2 separate regions of the Hordeum vulgare genome follow, and region 1 is linked to region 2. The links are chromatin contacts, called in public Hi-C maps. All regions are on one chromosome and are shown on one strand. Each heading gives the region's core, a stretch centred on a gene start, on an enhancer-like site or on the middle of the called end of the contact. The rest is flanking DNA. Distances are from core to core; before and after follow the strand shown.

What was found. Hi-C and Micro-C count contacts between places; a contact is called where the count stands out from the background.
Region 1: a contact with region 2 is called in a Hi-C map of leaf, with 4 times the contacts expected there. The contact joins the enhancer-like site here to the promoter of LOC123411485 in region 2. A contact is called at or near these places in 3 of 6 Hi-C or Micro-C datasets (leaf and seedling).

The regions. Positions count from the first base shown.
Region 1 is chr1H:375,682,209-375,684,908 of MorexV3_pseudomolecules_assembly, reverse strand. No RefSeq gene overlaps it. Among protein-coding and RNA genes, the nearest start is that of LOC123438427, 56 kb to the right of the region's middle. Within about 2 kb of position 1,343, at least 1 of the 3 cell types and tissues checked has open chromatin away from gene starts, as enhancers often do. A contact at or near this core is called in leaf, where this site is marked.
Region 2 is chr1H:375,493,405-375,496,104 of MorexV3_pseudomolecules_assembly, reverse strand. It overlaps LOC123411485 (probable xyloglucan galactosyltransferase GT19), which reads right to left and starts at 1,255. Exons shown (of 1, transcript XM_045104443.1): 1 at 1-1,255. The coding sequence starts at 1,165.

The DNA of each region.
Region 1 (2,700 bases), core at 94-2,593, 190 kb before region 2:
TTCTAAATCTTATAACAAAATTTAAAACAGAGAACTTTTTTGAAAAACTATGAACAAATTTAAAAGGGCAAACATTTTCTCAAAGCACGAACATTTTTTGGATCTTGAGAACAGAATTTTGATGAACAATTTTAAAAAACCAAATAATTTGACAGCGCAATCAAATTTTAAAGATTGAACATTTTTCAAAATTTTGAGAATAAATTTTAAAACCGAGAACAATTTTGAAAAATCTAGAACAAATTCAGAAGTGCGAACAATTTTTTAAAGCACGAACAATATTTGAATATTGAGAACAGAATTTTGAAACAGGGAACAGTTTTAGAAAACCCCGAACAAATTTTAATAGCACGATTTAAAAAAAATAGAACAAATTTGAAAACCGAGATTTTTTTTAAAAAATATGGATAAATTCTAAAATACGAACAATTTATTAAAGCACGAACATTTCTTGAATCTTGAGAACAGAATTTCGAAATGGAGAACAATTTTAAAAAACCCCAAACAAATTTGAAAGCGCAAACAAATATTTACAGCACGAACATTTTTTGAATCTTGAAAACACATTTTGGAACCCAGAATAATTTTGAAAACTCCTGAACAAATTTCAAAGCGCGAATAAAATTTTAAAACCTGAACATTCATTGAATCTTGAGAACAAAATTTTGAACAAAGAACAGTTTTCAAAAACCCTGAACAAATTTGGAAGCACGAAAAAATAATTAAACAACGAACATTTTTTTTGAATCTTAAGAACATAATTTTCAAATGGAGAATAAATTGAAGGAGTGAATAAATTTTTAAAGTGCAAACATGTTTTTAATCTTGAAAACAAATTTGGAAACCAAGAACAATTTTGAAAAATCCTGAATAAATTTGGAAGCACGATTTTTTTTAAATATGAACATATTTTAAAATCTTGAGAACAAAATTTGTAATGAAGATTTTTTTGAAAAAAACCCGAACAATTTTTTAAAGCTCGAATATTATTTGAACCTTAAGAACGAATTTTGAAACCGAGAGCAAGTTTGAACCTTAAGAGCAAATTTTGAAAACGAGAACAATTTATTGAAAATACAGAACATTTACTGAAAATCAAGAATATTTTTTGAAAATACTGAACATTTCTTGAAAATCCAAAAACATAGTTTGAAACAGAAACTGAAAAGGAAAAAAAACAGAAAAGAAAAAAAAACTGGTAAAGGGAACCTTCTATAAGTTTCTCAAAATCGAAAAAAATCAGCTTGAACCTCTAGAAAACACCCAAATCTAAAACGCTGCAACCTGCTAAATGGGGCAGCCCATTTAAAATAGCTCCCGCTTTGAACAGAGCAGCGAATACGATATTCCACTATTTCTTGCCCTTACAGATTCTCGTTAAATGACAAAAATAGCGGGCCTGCCCAACACTATAGCCCTTTTTTCTTTCGCACAGTTTTGCAGCCCGTTTTTTCTTGTTTTTTGGGTTTCTTTTATCTTTTCCTGTTTCATTCATTGTTTCTTGATTTGTTTTGCTTACTTTGTTCTTTTGTCGTATTTCTTTGGTTTCTTTTTTCCTTTCCAGTTTTCATTGGGTTTTTTATTTTTCAATTTTAATAAAAAATCAACACATGTCTGCTTCTATCATGCATAATGTACAATTTTATTATACATCAGGGACATTTTTTTCACATGCTTAAAATTTTCAAAATAAATGATTAACATTTTATTTAAAATATTATTAGTGTTGATTTTTTCATACATGTTGCAAATTTTCCAAACACACCAGAGATATTTTTATATATATGTTTAACTTTTTAAATACATGGTTAACTTTTTTCACATATTGTTTAGATGTCAAAAATATTTAAGACGTGTCTACATTTTTCATACACATTTTGTAAATAAACTGTATATATCAAAAATAGTTTTTATACATGGTTAACATTTTTTGAAATACGTGACCAAGATTTCTACAAATATATGTTTTGATATCCCATTTTCATACATATTGTACATATTTGTCTGCATATGAAATATATTCTTACATGTGTAACATTCTTAATATACATTATTAACATTTCTTAAAACCTATGAAAATCAGCACCAACAACATCATAAAAGGCCAAGATCTTCACGAGCGGGTGTTCCCTCCTAGGAACATCCGTCCTAGGGGTAGCCTTCTCACAAGCTTCATAGGCCCCGCCAATGAACAATCGCTGACGGGCGCATTGATGGGCCCCCTCAGGGTCTATGCCAGCCTAGGCCGGCGACAACTTGTCGTAGGTAAAACCATCTCGCACGCATGTGTGACCTTCCTTGAAGGCCAAGTTGCATACGTGATGGCACTCTCCATACCATCCCTCACATGCATGCCACTTACCGATCTGTGATAGAGTGGCACGCCTCGAAGTCAAGAAAGACGACCTATGGAACATGTGTTTGCCCCGGGAACATGAAATCATCGCCACATGCCCATCGTACCCTCCACGATCGTGGGAACCCCTTATGACTTATAAAAGGAGGCTCAAACCTACCTAAGAAGCAACTTCGACCCGAGCTAGCTGGTCACAAGCTAGACGAACCCAACACACTATCGTGCCTTTTCGAGTCCCAGCAAGCCTCAACTACCGAATCCACGTCTTGTAACCTTTGTTCGTCACACTCATGAAATCAACCAAATAAGGCGTATGGTTTTACACTTTGCAGCGGACTGAACCT
Region 2 (2,700 bases), core at 6-2,505:
GCATCCTCCGCACCTCCGCGTCGGGCACGGCCGCCAGCGTCTCAGCGATCTTGACGCCCCCGAGCACCACCGTCTCCTTCTGAATGTGCACGGAGAACTCGTCGTACCGCCCCGGGGGGAGGTGCCAGCCGTACTGCCGCCTCGCCGCGGCGTCCTCGAAAAACACCGGCACGCACCCGGCGAGTATGGCGTCGAACGTCGACCGCCGCGTCGGCGTGTCCCCCGGCGGCTCCAGGCAGAACTTGGCGCCCAGCATCGGGCGCATGTACCGCACGGGGTCGTGGGAGCACTTGCCGGCTGAGCAGTCCACGACGACGCACGCGTCGGTGCGGTTCGCGCACTCGGCGAGGATGGAGCCCCGGATGTTGGGCCTGGACGGGCGCGAGACGCCGCCGGCGAAGAGCATCAGCGTGGCGCGGCGGGAGCGCCGCGCGCGCGCAAGCCAGGCCTCCAGCCGCGGGAGCGAGGCAGGGTGGAAAGACGTCGGGTGCGGGATCGCGTGCTCCTGCCATGGCCACGAGCGCGACTCGAGCGCCAGGAACGTGAAGTTCTCGAACTCCGGCAGCCTGACCAGCGACGTAGTGCCCAGCAGCCGGGGCTCCGCACGCGGCGGCTGCGAGTGGTCCCACGCGGAACCGGCGAGCACCATGAAATGGTCGTGCCCATGCCGACGCGCCAGGATCTGGGGCCGGTCGCGCGCCAGGAACTGCGCGAGGGACGCGCCGTGAAGCGCGGAAGAGTTGAGGAGCGAGGGGTCGAGGACGTAGGGGATAGAGTCGAGCGCCGCGTAGTACGGGACGAACACGGCGTCGGCGAGGCCGGGGTCGGCGACGAGGCAGCGGCGCTCGAGGAGTCGGCGGTGGAAGAAGGGCTCCAGGAGGCGCGCGTCGGTGCGGTACCAAGAGCGGCTGCGGGCGTGGGTGCGCGGGCCGAGCCCGTGGTTGGCGAGCGACTCGCAGGTCGGCGCGGAGGTGGCCGACGAGGACGGGTCGGCGAGCGGGAAGGCGGCGTCGCAGTGGCGGGGGAGGTGCGTGTTGAAGCGCGGGGGCAAGTCCCTGATGTGGATCCTGCGGCCCGCGCAGGGGTCTGACGAATCGGGGGCGGCGTCTCCGGCGACTGCGCGGAGGACGAGGAGGAGGAGCAGCAGCAGGAGAGAATTGGGCATCTTGGGGTTGGGGGAGTGGGGCGAGCCAGTGAGAGAGACACCCACAGAGTGGGGTTCTCGTGTAACTGTCAGGAGGTTGTTCGATTACACACGTTAAAAGGGCTCATAGGCCGAGTCCTTTCAAGCCCAAAGTAAATTACGGCCAGAGAAGGCATATTACGTTACGGCCAGAGAAGGCATATTACGTTATTTCAATAGGGGAGGTTCAAAGAATATCCTATTTACGGCTCGTTGTGTCCAGCTGTCGGCACTTCGTACAGACGAGCGACCCAGCAGCGACGCAACGTGCCGGCCCATATAACTGCTCGAGCGTTTCCCTTTTAGGAACCTTATAGAGTTTCAGCCGGTTTTTTCCTAGTTTTAGGAAACTTTTAGAAGGTTTCTTGAACTGGTCTAACTTTTTTTTCTTTTTTCTTTTATGTTTTTTATCTGTTTCTGTCTTAAAAATATTTTTGATTTTAAAAAAATGTTCTTACTTTTTAAAAAATTGATCTAGATTTGCAAAATATGTTCTGGATTTTGTAAAATGTTTTTGATTTTCAAAAGGTGTTCTGCCTTTAAAGAAAAGAATCTGGATTTTCGAAAAATGTTTCGGAATTTTGAAAAATGTTCTGAAATTTGAAAAAATAATGTTCCAGAATTAAAAAATAATGTTCTGGAATTTGAAAAATTGTTCCGGATTTTCAATAAAATATTATGGAACTTGAAAAATGTTTCGGAATTTGAAAAAAATGTTTCGGAACTTCAGAAATGTTCAGGAATTTGACAAATAGTCCGGGAATATAAAAAAATGTTCAGGAATTTTGAAAAATTGTTCCGAAATTTGAAAAAATGTTCTGAGAGTTTTATCTAAATGTTTTGGATTTTAAAGATTCAAAAATGTTCAACCTTTAAAAAATTGTTCGTGCTTCCAAATTAGTTCACGATTTTTCAAAATTGCTTTCGCTTCCAAAAATTATTCTCAAGATTCAAAACATGTTCGTGCTTTAAATATTTGTTTGCGCTTTCAATTTTTTGGGGGCTTTCCAAAATTGTTTTCCTTTTAAAAAAATGTTCTCAGGATTCAAAAAATGTTTGTGCTTTAAAAGTTTGTACGCGCTTCCAAATTTGTTCAAGATTTTTCTAAATTGTTCTCGGTTTTAAGATTTGTTCTCAAGATTCAAAAAACGTCCGTACTATAAAAACATTTCACGCTACAAATTTGTTCAGGATTTTTCAAAAAAAAATCTTAAGATTCAAAAAATGTTTTCAAGTTATAATTGTTCTTGTGAATTGGAGTTCTATAAAATATTCCCTTTATCACAAAATTGTTCACATTCAGAAAATTGTCCTGGCATTAATAAGACCATTTTCCGATGTTCTGAATAGTATTTTTGAATGCAAAGAATTTTTTCAATTAGGAACATTTTGAAAAAACAAACACTTTTTTCAAATTGGTGAACATTGTTTATAAACACCGGACATATTTTCAAATATCAAATATTTTTTATTTCTGAACAATTTTTTAGAGTGAGAACAATTTTCAAACAGTTTTG